3 separate regions of the Mus musculus genome follow, and regions 1 and 2 are each linked to region 3. A link is a contact called in public HiChIP or PLAC-seq and promoter capture Hi-C data. All regions are on one chromosome and are shown on one strand. Each heading gives the region's core, a stretch centred on a gene start, on an enhancer-like site or on the middle of the called end of the contact. The rest is flanking DNA. Distances are from core to core; before and after follow the strand shown. Region 1 overlaps Sort1 (sortilin 1). Region 2 holds the start of Celsr2 (cadherin, EGF LAG seven-pass G-type receptor 2). Region 3 holds the start of Mybphl (myosin binding protein H-like).

The links. HiChIP or PLAC-seq counts read pairs in DNA pulled down with a chosen protein or histone mark. Capture Hi-C pulls out chosen DNA fragments and counts their contacts.
Region 1: an H3K27ac HiChIP or PLAC-seq map of heart atrium shows a contact between it and region 3, with 15 read pairs. The contact joins the enhancer-like site here to the promoter of Mybphl in region 3. A contact is called at or near these places in 7 of 39 promoter capture datasets (embryonic stem cells, frontonasal cranial neural crest, hippocampal neurons and 4 more), 10 of 484 Hi-C or Micro-C datasets (LSK cells, bone marrow-derived macrophages, cerebral cortex and 7 more), 5 of 115 datasets of contacts at active chromatin or transcription factors (embryonic stem cells, epiblast stem cells, heart atrium and 2 more) and 3 of 9 other capture datasets (adipose tissue, liver and pancreatic islet).
Region 2: a contact with region 3 is called in a promoter capture Hi-C map of pancreatic islet. The contact joins the promoter of Celsr2 here to the promoter of Mybphl in region 3. A contact is called at or near these places in 3 of 115 datasets of contacts at active chromatin or transcription factors (embryonic stem cells, intestinal crypt epithelium and pancreatic cancer cells) and 3 of 9 other capture datasets (adipose tissue, liver and pancreatic islet).

What each region holds. Positions count from the first base shown.
Region 1 is chr3:108,308,902-108,313,441 of GRCm38.p6, forward strand. Sort1 (sortilin 1) reads left to right here. Exons shown (of 20, transcript NM_019972.3): 3 at 1,243-1,316. Among named protein-coding and RNA genes, the nearest start is that of Sort1, 27 kb to the left of the region's middle. Within about 2 kb of position 3,005, at least 26 of the 459 cell types and tissues checked have an H3K27ac peak or open chromatin away from gene starts, as enhancers often do. A contact at or near this core is called in adipose tissue, epiblast stem cells, heart atrium and 1 more, where this site is marked.
Region 2 is chr3:108,413,244-108,417,396 of GRCm38.p6, forward strand. Celsr2 (cadherin, EGF LAG seven-pass G-type receptor 2) reads right to left here and starts at 2,336. Exons shown (of 34, transcript NM_017392.4): 1 at 1-2,336. The coding sequence starts at 2,251. It overlaps Gm52630 (a long non-coding RNA gene), which reads left to right and starts at 2,778. Exons shown (of 3, transcript XR_003954680.1): 1 at 2,778-2,914; 2 at 3,207-3,426; 3 at 3,576-3,846.
Region 3 is chr3:108,363,629-108,368,334 of GRCm38.p6, forward strand. Mybphl (myosin binding protein H-like) reads left to right here and starts at 1,283. Exons shown (of 9, transcript NM_026831.1): 1 at 1,283-1,516. The coding sequence starts at 1,369.

The sequences.
Region 1 (4,540 bases), core at 1,755-4,254, 53 kb before region 3:
GAATTCGGATCCCCAGCACACACGTTAGGACCCGCACGTGGGTTGGAAAGATGGCTCTGCAGTAAGAAACACACTTGTGATCTTGCAGAAGACCTGCTCCCACATCAGCAGGCTTTCAGTCGCCTGTGACTCCAGCTTTAGAAGATCCAATGTCTCTGTCCTCTGAGTTATCTGTGTCCAAATACCCCACACAGGCATACATACACAAGTAATTTAAAGTAAAATTAAAAATAAGCAGTTGGGTGTGTAGCACATGCTTGCAATTCTGCCGCGGGTGAAGCAGAGGCAAGCAGACCACTAGAACTCGCTGGCCAGGTCATGCTGGCCAGTCAGGCATTGTCAGGTTCCTGAGAAGCCCTCTCTCAAAGAGTATGTGATGAGCAATGGAAGAAGATACCACACTGACTTGCTGCCTCTACACATGCACATCTGCACACACACATGAACATGGACAGACATATAAAGCCTATCCATTCATACATACACATGTAAGCAAAACAAAGTGGTTTCTTATAATTACCCTTTAAACTCCCCAGTAGAGTTTTCTTAAGTGTGTATTAGTTTTTCTCAATTTTGACATATGCCCTAATTTCTATAATCTATTCACTTAGCCAAGATCCTTGGTAACTCTAAGTTGTGTTTTGTTTTGTTTTTCCCCAGAGACACAGTCTTAAGTAGCCAGGCTAGCTTTAAATATGGCTAAATTGGCCTTGAACGCCTCCTGATCCTCCTACCTCTGCCCCCTACTGCTGGGATCACAGGTGTGGACCACCGTGCCTAGCTAGGATTTCTTATTACGTGGATTTTTGATACTCTAGATGCCTGTACTAATTTATCTAGATTCTTTTTCTCATGTATATTTTTGCATAGAAAATAATTGTTCACAAAAATGAATTACACAGAGAACTAGCAACCTGAAGGAGAAGATGCCCAAACATATGTGGAATGCTAACCTCTGGGGGGCAGAAAAAGGAGATTTTTTTTCTTATATAGATACAAATTAGATGGCTCCTTCATTATATGCACTTGAGCATCTCCGACTCACTGCTTCAAGTGTAAGCGATGGGATGAGACAGGAACTTTCAGATCCTCACGGACCCACGTTCCTTGGCCCTTCCTAGACTTCAGCTATGTTGCATTACAGGTTTCTAGAAAGCAGAGCTGTCACCATCAGTCTTTGAGACGCAGCTTATCGTCATTGTCTATCATCTCTTATCAACAGAATGCTTTTGTCCCCTGCAGGTTATTCTCGTCCTGACCACTTTCCAAGTGCCTCTGGTAATTGTGAGCTTTGGACAGTCCAAGTTGTATCGAAGGTGAGACAGATAACACGTCCCAGGGACATTTGACCACACAGGAACGACAAAGGTTCTGCCTTAACTGTCACAATATTTCAACAGTTAATTTTGATCTTAGAAGTCCAGCAGACTATGGTGCTCAGCCCACTTTTGGATAACAATGTAGCAACCTTAAGAAAAAAATGAGAAGGGACTTACCTGGAAGGAGAGGAGGTTGATGACACCAGGTAAAGGCTGGCGCTACAGGCGCGTGTACCCATGCGAATCTCATGGATTCTTACTGACAGAAAGGCAGTGTGGTTTTTCTGCATCTATATGCTATGAATCGATTTTTTAAAAAAAATTTTCAAACAAACTTTTATTTAATGTTTTGGAGTCTAAATGGGTTATTTTTATGATGGTGCATGGTCATTTCTGCCTAGGAAGGGAGCTTTTTAGATCACCCTATTTCAGTCAACCTCGTTACTACAGTTCACACTAGGTGATGAGGGTGGGAACATGTGTCATGACATCGGTGTGTCTTCTGCAACTTGAATAGTAGGCTCCATTCCTCAGCAGGATGCAGAGCTGCTAGCACTCTAAAGTAAGTCATTATCGTCTTTATCCTGTATTTCTGTCCCATCTCTTCCCAAGGGACCTAAATGAATCACAAAATCCCAGCAGCCCATTCTAGAAACACCACAGGAGCCAGAGGCCTCTGGGAGCCCTGCTGGGCTGTAACTCTTCTTCACTTGATTGTTCTACAGCTGCTCTTGGCCCAGGTGCAGGGAACTGATGCTGAGGCTCTGAAATGCTTCAACCCCACTTCCCTCCTCCAGCAGGTGTGATCTTTGACTTCTCTGCCCAGGGGCCTGGAGCCAGAGCACTCTATTGAGCACAGCAATGCTGGCTTAAAATAAGCAAATACTTCTGTAGGCCAAGGAGTCAGTCACATGTTGGAATTGCCAAAGCCCCATGAAGGCTGGGCACTGCACTAACTGGAGACTCTCTAGCTGCTGGCCAAGTTATTAATACAGAGTAGGCAGGCAGAGTGTTAGTTGAGTGAACAAATAGCTGCTTGGCTGGATGCCTTGACTTCTGTGAGTTTTTATACCAAGCATGTGGTTTTCCTTGTTTCTTATGGATTGTCAGTATATTATAGAGTCTGGGTATTAAAAAGGCCCATAGACGGTGCCATTGTTTATGTAATTAGAACAGCAGCTAAATAATCAAAGCTAGTCTCCTGTTTGGAGAGGAAAAGATATATTTAAAACTTTGTAGACTGAATTTAGTACCTGTTTCTAGCACTTAAGAATCCTTGCTCTAAGTCGGGCATTGGTGGCATATGCCTTTAATCCCAGCACTTGGGAGACAGAGGCAGGCAGATTTCTGAGTTCAAGGCCAGCCTGGTCTACAAAGTGAGTTCCAGGACAGCCAGGGCTACACAGAGAAACCCTGACTCAAAGAATTAAAAAAAAAAAAAAAAAGAGTCCTTGCTCTAATGAAGTCCTGCTCAGTGTCGCCTTCCTCACTAGCTTATCTTTTTTTTTGCATCACCTTATAAAACACTTGGAAATCCTAACAGGAAGCACGAGTGACCGTGCAGAGTGTCATCTTAGTTTGTTTACAGTTCTCCCTGATTTTCCCCTCCAGTGCTCTATCTACCATGCAGCTGTATTGTCTTGGGAAGCAACACAGAAAAGCAAAGGGCTGCCAAGGTTTAGCTGGCAGGCAGGCCAAGGGTTGACTCTCTGCACTATCATTTGCAGAGTAACCTTGAACAAGTGTTGAGTTTGGTCTCTTGCTATGTATTGCAATGCTAAATACTGGCCCCGAGGTCTGGCTGCCCCTAGGGGTGAGGAGATCCTCACAAAAACCAAGTGATGCTGTGTAACCTATAAAACTATAAAGATGCCCACAGCCTAGAGCTGGGCAGAAGAAGGCGGGGCTTTGGTTCCCAGCATGGGGTCGAGGAGAGGACCACAGAAGGAAGAGAGAGAGAGAGGTGGGGAGAGGAGAAGAGGCGAGGGGGTAGGTGAATCTTAAAAAAAAAAAAAAAAAAAAAGGCCATGAGAGCTGGTCAGTTGGAGTAAGAGCTGCCCAGGCAGAGCATAGCAACTCATATGTTTTAATTAGGGTTTTACTGCTGTGAACAGACACCATGACCAAGGCAAGTCTTCTAAGGACAACATTTACTTGGGACTGGCTTACAGGTTTAGAGGTTCAGTCCATTGTCATCAAGGTGGGAACATGGCAGCATCCAGGCAGGCATGGTGCAGAAAGAGCTGAGAGTTCTATATCTTCATCTGAAGGCTGCCAAGAGAAGACTGACTTCCAGGCAGCTAGGATGAAGGCCTTAAAGCCCACACCCACAGTGTGACACACTTCCAACAAGGCCACACCTCCAAATAGTGTCACTCCCTGGGCCAAGCATATTCAAACCATCATATCATATCTTGGGGTTATTGGCAGGGAAGTAGACATAATAACATAGAGGGTTGATATCTACCTAGCTCTAGTGCTGTCTGAGGCTTATTGTAAATACAAAAGTGTTGTGTCTTTTATCTAGGAACTGAAAGATAGAAGGTGGGATAGAAACCACCAATTAATATTGATATTTACTACAACAAACAAGTCATGCAGCCTCCTAAGTGTTAGCATTTTTATCTAGGCTCCGCCCACAGTTACCTGGCAACAGCCAGGTGTGCCTGACTCACTATAAAAGGGGCTGCTCCATTCCCCTCTCTCTTGCTCTAGCTCTGTCCTCTCTTCCCGCTCTCCCTCTCTCCCCATTCCCCACCACCACCACCACATGCTCATGGCTGGCCTCTACTCCTCTGCTCTCATTCTCTGCCTTTCTCTTTCTCTACTGGTCTCTCAGATCCCCTCCCTTGTGCTGAATAAACTATTCTATACAGGGGGAAGGGATGCCTCAGCATGGGCCGGCAGAGGCACCCCTTTTTCCCCCCACACCTTACCGCACCTACACCAAACATATTCCTTCTCTCTTTATCTTTATAAAACACAATACAAAGACTTTCTATTAGTTTTAAAGGAGGATGATAGCAGTGCTCACCTCAGGGTCACCATGAGGTGAGGACTCTGCAATGCATGGCATGGAGTGACAGAGAGAGCTTGGTCTAGAGTAGGCAGCTGCCAGCATTGCTGCCCTAGTTGTCAAAGTGACTGGGAAGTCTTCCAGGGTGGATGGTATAAAGCGATGGCCCCCACATTCTTCCACTTCTGTTAATGCAGAAGCGGCT
Region 2 (4,153 bases), core at 1,086-3,585, 51 kb after region 3:
TAAAGTAGGTGATTCGGGCATTCTCCCCCGTGTCCTCATCCGTGGCGCTGATCAGCACCACTGTGGTGCCTGCTGGCCGGTCTTCATTAACGTTGACTGTGTAGTGGGAGCTCTGGAAGACGGGACGGTGGGTGTTGGCATCGGTGACATTCACTACTATCTGAGCTGTGTCCTGCCTTGTGCCATCTGAGGCAGTCACTGCCAGCACATACTGCCGCTCGAGTTTGTAGTCTAGCGGTAAGGCAAGGGAGACCAGTCCACCACCACTTTGGCTGGTGATAGAGAAGCGGTTGCGGGTGTTGCCGCTGGTGATCTGGTAGGTAATGACACTGTGAGCGTCTCGATCCACGGCTGACACGGTCACCACACTGGTGCCCACGGCGGCGTCCTCGTTGAGCCGAACGGTGTACTCTGGCTGCGTGAAGGTTGGGTTGTTGTCATTGACGTCCAGGATGGTTACACTGACACTGGCTGAGGCCGTGAGCGCTGGGGTGCCATGGTCCCGGGCCTCTACACCAAAGCTGTAGAAATCAACCTCTTCCCGATCCAACTCTGCGGCCACAGAGATCCAGCCTGTGCCATTGTTAATGGTGAAGGGAAAGTCGTGCCCAACCCCTGCCAGGCTATACTCGAGGCGGGCGTTATCACCAGCGTCAGCATCAATTGCCTGGACGTGCAGAACAAGGTAGCCTAAAGGGACACTCTCTAGGACGGTGGCCTGGAAAGGGGTGCTGACAAAGATGGGGGCGTTATCGTTGATGTCTAGGACTTGCACTGTTACTAGGCCAGAGACATTGGAGAGTGGAGGACGGCCACCGTCCTGAGCCCGGATCCGAAGCGTATACTCTTTGGTTGTCTCATAGTCGAGTGGGCTTACCACATCCAGGGCTCCAGTCTGAGCATCCAGATAGAACTGGCCCCGAGCATTGCCACTCATGATGCTGTAGTGCACTAGGGCATTGCTGCCCTTGTCTCTATCGGAGGCGGTGACTCGGAGAACTGGGGCTCCTGGGGTCACATCCTCCCGCACCTGGACCACATAACGCTTCTCGCTAAACTGGGGGGCGTTGTCATTATCATCCTCCACCGACAGGAAAACAATGGCTGTGGAACTCCGCGGGCCTGGGTCCCGGCCCTGGTCACTCGCCTCCACTGTTAACTTGTAGGATTCCACTTCCTCCCGGTCTACAGGGCCGCGGGTTCGGATCACCCCCGAGCGAGGATCGATCTCAAAGGCGTCTGAGGGGCTGCCTCCGGCCCCCTCCAGCAGGCGGTACAGAATGTTGGCATTGGGAGGGGCGTCGCCGTCGGTGGCCCTGACTGTAAGCACCTCATAGCCAACCTCCAGGTTCTCCCTGAGGCTCTCCTTGTACTCTTGCTGCTCAAAAACAGGGTCGTGATCGTTGGTGTCGGTCACCAAGATGGTAAGCGTGGCCAAGGCACTCCGTCGGGGCATACCGTGATCCTGTGCAGTGACCCTGAAGACGTGGGTGCTCTTGGTCTCCCGATCCAGCTCCTCAGCTGTGGTGACAACACCGGTGATTGGGTCCAAGGAGAAGAAATGATTGGAGCGGCTATCAAAGAGGGCATCCATGGTGTACTCAAGTCGACCCGCCTCACCCTCATCTGGATCAATGGCTCTTAAGGATGCAACAGAGGTACCAGCAGGCTGGTTCTCAGGCACTGTGGCCTGGTAGCTGGGAGGCTGGAACTGGGGAGCTGTATTCACATTCCTTTTCCTGCGCCCACCCAGAGATTCCTCTGGTGAGCCTTCCCCAGCCCTGAGCCCTGGGGCCTGTGCCAGCTTGCAAGACTGGCATCTGAGCCGTGGGGCCTTTAAGCAAGGGTGCTCTTCAGGCAGGGTCAGCGTGCCTTGTGGAGAAAGGTGTCCTCCGATACCCAGGAGACGACAGCTCCAGGGGCAGCCTTCAGAGGATGGCGGAAGAGGGATATGAGCCCCTGATTCTGGACACCAAACCCTCAGGCCATCGTGGTGGGGCACCAGGTGGCCGGTCAGCTCAATGCCCGATTCTCTGCAGCGGCTGGTGTAGAGCCAGAGGTTCGAAGCAGAGGCTGGGCAGAGCCAGCCCACGGGGGCGCAGGCCCCAGAGGAGCTGCGTCCCCCGGATCCCAGAGAACGACAGGGCCCCACTTGATCTCCCAGTAGTGGCGACGGTGGCAGCAGCAGCAACAGCAGTAGCAGCGGCAGCAGCGGCGTTGGGAGGGGGGCGCTGGCAGCCCGGCTCCGCATCTCTCCCTGTTCCCGGCCAGCCGGGTCAACAGCCGCGGCGGCTCTTCCTCCGGCTCCTGCCGGCCCCGCCGCGCCTCATGCCCGGGCCGGGGCGCGGGTCCCCGGGGGCCACCTGTACGTCCCACTGGGCCTGCACCCAGATGGCTCGGCGGGGCCGCGCTCTTAGCCCACGATGCGCCGGGCTCCCACCACTCTCGAAGCCGGGCCCGCTCCCGAGTCGCCGCGACCACTGCGGGTTCACGCTGCGCTTCCACCTGCGCTCTGAGCGTTCTCTACCTGCGCCCGCGGGCCGCGAGGATCTCTGGCTCTGCCGGGTCCCCCGGTCCCGAGCCCCAGAATGTCCCCTCCGCCCGCGTAAGGTCGCCCACCTGCGTCTGCGGAGCCTCACGCTCCGGCCCGGGCCCGGCTGCCAACGATGGCCCTGCGCCACCCGCTCGCGCCCTGCGTCCCCGCCGCGGCAGCTACCGGTCGCCGGGGTCCCGGGCCCAGACCCGCGTTCCCTCGCCTCCCGGGCGGGCGGGCGAGCTCTGCAGAGCAGCGGCGGTGGTGGCGGCGGCTCATTACCATAGACCTGCTCGCGCCGCCGCGGTCTTAAAGCGGCGACGCCCAACGCGCCGAGGAGGTGGGCCCCACCCAGCGCCCTCTTCTGCATGGCGGCTCTAAGTAAGATTCCCGCCTCTGGTAGAATTTTTCTTCCCAGCACATCAGACTTGCTCCTTTCCATTTCTGGATCCCTTCTACAGCTTAAAGAGGAATGAACAATCAGAAGCCACACAGGGAATTGATACTCTTGTAAAATTCTATGGCTAGCGCTCTTTCAAAACAGTCTTAATGTCTGCAGGAGGTGACCAGGGGGTGGGAGGTGGGTGGATATAGACAGACAGACAGACAGACAGACAGACAACTTTCCAGTCTTACCATCCCTGAAAGCCCTCATTGCTGCCCCATCCTACAGGTCCCGGGTCAGAAGTAAAGACGACTTTGCTCGACTTCGCTCGACACTACAAAGTCTCCCCCAGATACCAGAAGTCGTGCTCTCACTTGGATATCTTGGACAAAAGGACCCCTAAGCTCATTTGGGATACATCTTGGGTACCACATGTCAGGTCAGGGGAAGTGAACCAGAATGTCCAAAGCAGCAAGAGCACTAACACTACCAGATTCCTAGGGCCAGGGTGAGTTGGTTCCAGAGGGCCCAAGCTTCCTGGACCTTAGGACGTGTTCCTTTTTCTTTATCCCTCCTCCCTCCTAGATCAATGTCCAACTGCTGTCCTCCTCCTACCCGCGGCTTTGTAACTAGCAAATGGCCCTGTCCATTGCACAGGACTACTGAGCCCTTCATGGAATGCCACCCCAGAACCTTCTGGAAGGGGTATGAAGAACTGATGAATCTTCCCATAAGTGGAGTTCACACAAGATGTTGGGACCAAAGAACCGGGAAGAGTGAGGCTGGGCAAGCCAGAGGGCTTCTTCCTCTCATACCCTGAGCAATGAGGGATGTCAGATTGTATGAGAGAGGAGGCCACTCTCACATGCTAGCTATGTGCGACCTTTCCTAGAGTGAGGGACTTGAATAAAGTAATGGATTTTCAGAAGTCTCGAGGGAGGTGATGATATGGTCTGAGGAGATAGCTGAGTGGGTAGAGAGACCCCACCGAGCTGAGTCTGGATTCCCAGCACCCACATTAGAAAGCTGGGCACAGGCTCACCAACGTGACTGCTCAAACATGAACCAAAGTAGTCAGGAGACAGACCAGGAGGCCTCAGCCCTGTACAAGAACTACAGGCGACTCGGGGATTCTGAGCGGGAGAACAGGCTTTCCCCAAGGAAGAGCATGCTGATTTGTTATTCTGTACCAATGGTCAGTCCCGGAAAATACATACAAGTAACACTCTACAGAT
Region 3 (4,706 bases), core at 33-2,532:
GTGGCTCTGGATGAGCACGGCAGTCAGCTGGGGACACTCGGGTTTAGCCAGTGCTGACTGTGGGCTGGCCCTTGGATCCTAGGCACAGTCCTGGCATCAGCACCCCCAGTTACACAGACCTGAGGTTCAGAGCCATCAGCTGGTGGCTGAATGGTACAGCCAAATGTCACACATCCCTGTCTCTGGGGAGCTTCCTCCCCTGTGAGGCTGCCTCGCACTTCATTTGTGCTTTATCTCATAGGAAGAGAGCCATTGACAGCTTTCAAAGGGGGAAATGCCAGCCTGACCTAAAAATAGCTTCCATTTATCCAGCACTTAGTCAGCTACATTCTGCTAAGCACTTTCCAGAGATTACCTCTTTTAATCCTCACAACAACCCTATGGTTATTATCTCCATCTCACAAATGAAACCCAATTTATGAGATGCTGGGGGTGTTAGGTGTAGCTCAGTGGCATTGTAGTAGAGGACTTGTCTAGCAAGCACAAGGCCCCGGGTTCAAGCCCCAATGCGTGTGCATGGGAGTGTACACACACACAACACACACACCATACAAATACACACACACCCATACACACTCACACACATGGGGGCGGGGTCCTCCTAGTACACACATACACACATACACAGACATACACACATACCATATACACACACGGGGGGGGGTGTCCTAGTACACATAGACACGCATACACAGACGCACACACAGGGTGGAGGGGAGAAAAACTCCAGTACACACACACACAGAGGGGCCGAGAGATCATGGGGTATCACTAGTCACATAGCAAGCTGATGACAGAGCTCATGTGTCACTAACTAGTCTGGCAACAGGGGACTGACTGTCCCCACTTCTCCCCAACCCTCCCCTGCCCTTGGGGCTGGGACAGCAAACAGAGGTCCCCATGAAGGCCAAGGTATAGAGACCAGCTCTTCAATGACCTACTGTTCAACAAGTGTGGCAAGAGCTAACGGTGTGCCTGAGAATTCACTGCTCTTCGGACCTTACGCCCTGTTGAATGAGCTGGAGGTCAGAAGCAGAGATGCCAGCAGCTCAGGCCTCCCTCAAAGCCAGAAGTCCCTCTCATATACTCTGCTCACACTCTCCCCTCCCTCCTAATGCTGTAGGGTGTCATCTCACTCACAAGATAACAGGGCCACCTCAGCCCTCCTCCCGCGGCTATTCTGGGCAGCTCTCTGATCCTCCTCTTCTCCTGGCCCCTACTTCTCCCTTCAGTGGGAGTAGTGGGTGGGGAAAAGCCAGCCCACTTACATAAGCCTGTGGCTGTGACCCCAGGGAGACCAGCCTGGACAGCAGGTGCACAGCCCCTCCCTCACCAGCAACAAAGAAAATTTTCAGCTAGACCCCAGGCATGGAGACAGCCACCACACTGGAGATAGCCTCATGCTCCCAGCGGCAGGTAGAAGCAGCTGCTGACCCAGCGGATGCTAAAGGACCCCGGACTTCACATCAACAGGAGGCAGGCAGCCCTTCTCTGCAGCTCCTGCCCTCTATTGAAGGTGATCTGTGGCAGTCTGTAAGGGTGGGGATGCTGAGTGGTGTGGGAGAGGGGAACTTCCTACTGCTCTGAATATACCCTTAGGGGTCGCCCCCACCCCTGTGCATAAGCTTTAATAACTTTAGGGAACTTCTAGTTAGGATAATGCAGAAATATTCTGGGAGCCCTTACTTCCCTCTCAAATTGCGCCTTGCTACTCAAATGTCTCTGTTGTAATTTTATTCTTTAGCTGAGAAGTCAGTGTTTGTGGCACTTTATAGTGACCAGCAGTGATCTGTTTATATTTTCACCATCAAAAACAGTCACAGGTCCTGGAGGATCCAGTAGAATAAATAACCCATTGGGAAGGGAACGGAGGAGAGTGGCCATTTGTAGAGGTAAAGAGTGATTAAAACTGTTGGCTATGAGGAGGTTGAACATCTTGGACAGCATGATACCCGGCCTCTGCCTGGGTCATGCCGCAGCATCAGGGCCTACCCTAACACCCCACCCTGGCTCACTGGCCAAGGCCTCTCAAAGTCAGAGCTCTGAGGAAGAAGAGCCTTTCAGGGAAAAGCGCTCCATTTCCAGTTTCCAGGTGAGAGTATGTGGTGCCTACCCCAGCCCCATCATCCTGCCACCTGCCCCAGTACCACCTGTCACCACCACAGCTTACCTGGGCAATTGTGTGTGTCTCCACTATACGTGGGTTTGCAAACCCAGGGGAGAGATGGGAGATAGCTCTTCCCTTCTTTGTGATGGTCTTTAGCAGCCCTGTGGCTGTGCTAAACATTTAGCCCAACAAAGTCCTAGCGTTATAACCCCTTAATTTTGCAGAAGATTTGAAAACCACACACAGGAGAAGTCCATGAACTCCTGGAAAGGAAAGAGGTAGGAGAAAAATAGACGGTGTAGGCTGGCAGGCAACACCCCAGGCTCCTTTCTGGGAGTGACGCTAACAGCACAGTGACCTTGAACAAATCAATTCAACTGCTCCACTTTAGTTTCTTCTCTGTAAAATGACTTTAAACATCTCCCAGGAAGGTCAGTTAGAAGGATGGCTGATCAGCACTGTAAGAGGCTAAAGCAACATGGGAATATTTCCAAGAAGGAGATGACAAGACAACCAAGTTCTTTCTCCAACTAGGACCCAAAAGCACAACTGTCCACTCCTTACCCTAAAGAAGATCCTTTGGTTTTTTTTTTTTTTTTTTTTTTTCTTTTTTTTTTTTTTCGAGACAGGGTTTCTCTTTATAGCCCTGGCTGTCCTGGAACTCACTCTGTAGACCAGGCTGGCCTCGAACTCAGAAATTCGCCTGCCTCTGCCTCCCGAGTGCTGGGATTAAAGGCGTGCGCCACCACGCCCGGCCCTAAAGAAGATCCTAATGGAGCTGCCTGAATGTCGAGAGCTGGTGGGTTTATGCCATTGAGATAGGAGAGCTGTTGTGATGTTGTGAGCATCCTAAGATGAGACCGCAGAGACAGAAACCCAGTTTCTTCTCCTGAAAGGCCAAGAGGGTGTGAAAAGCCAGTGCCACTAACTCCCAGCTCTGAAGTGAGTGGCATCCACTTCAACCATGCTATCAGAGAAGGGTCAGGACATCTCTGAGCCTTCATTCTCCTCTGCTTAAAGCATGGGGCGCTTTGGCAATTTCAGGCTCCAGGTCCCAGCCAGAAGCCCCAGCCTCCCACATACAACTCCATGTACTGTGGGCCTCAGGGCTACAGCTAAGTGGCAGTAATAATATCCTTTGACACATTGCAAAATCGGTGTGCATCTATTAGCTTCTTGAAAGACTGATGGTGCGAGTTCAAATCTCAGCTCTATCCTGCTAGCCACCAGAGAAGAATCAGGACATTTCTCTGAGCCCTCATCTCCTCTGTAAATTTGGAGAGCTGAACGTGAGCAATGTCTTATCCCTTTGATAGCTGTGGACTCCCAGGGAACCCCTATTTAAAATAAAAAAGCTATGGACTGACTCTCAACTCTGGAAAGGCAACCCCCCCCCAAAAAAAAAAGGTTTCTGAGATTCACAGTGCCTCTGGAGCTCACCCCAAAATTTTGAAGGATGTTTGGTATGTGATCTGCCGTCTCCTAAGTTCTCTTAGAGTTCCAAGGACTGCCTGCTTCCTAACACTGCCTGTTCCTCACAGAGGGCACAGGGTCTGAAGGGAGCCTGTGACTGCAGGAAAGGGCAAGCAGGCAGACATTCATTGGCACAATCAGAGCAAGCGGCATCTGACCAATGAAGGGCTTTCAGTCTAACCACGTGACCAAATCGGCAGGATGCCGCAGCTGGCATTGGCGCCATTTGTCCTCAGTGCCCCACAGAGGTACTGTGTCCGGGAGTCAAGACCCGGAAAAAGCCGAAGGGAAGGCTAGGGAAGGGGCTGAACTCTTGAGTAGGAGAATATGGGCCCTGAGACAGAAAAGGGAAAGTCAACTGCTCATTTCAACAGAATCGTTCCTAAAGACTCTGCACGTGCATCCCTCTGAGGGTCTTCTAGGCGTAGGAATGGATCTCATGCCGAGGTAGAACCAGCCTGCCTGCGGGTTTTCCTTCCCCTACAAATAGTTGCTTCCTTACCTGTTATACGCCAGACAGTAGCCTAGGTGCAGTTAGAAACATAAATTAAAATGATGCCCTCAAGGTATATTCTAATAGAAGGAGAGAGACCGAGCAATAGTGTGGGTCAGATAGCGCCAAACATCACAGAGGGAAGGAGGCAAGGTGCTGCAGTGAACGAGGCAGGCAAACTTCAGGCTCCAAACAGGATGATGAGCCAAGGCCTTAACAATCAGGGTACAACGTGAGCAGCAATATCACAGATCTGTAAGTAGACTGTTTTCTCTGTAGATAGGCTAAGTACAAAGGTCCTGGGACAGGAATGTTCTTCATAAAGGGTTGGGCAATTGTGACTATAGTGACAATGTGGGAGGAGACAATGCTAGGCCAGAGGAGCAGAGCGGTACCAAGCCAAAGCAAGCTCTGAAGGGTGGGTTGATTCTGGGATGGAAGGGCAGCCAGAACAGGGTTTTAAATAAGAACTGACATGATCAACTACAGGTTTCAGGGATTTGGGGTGGGGGTGGGGGTGGGGTGCTCCTTAGATAGCAGCAAGATCATCTGCTGATGAGAAAGAGGGACAACAGACAGAGTGAGCTGAAGCAGTGTGACAGGGCTGCCAGGGCCATCGGGAATGGTGCAAGT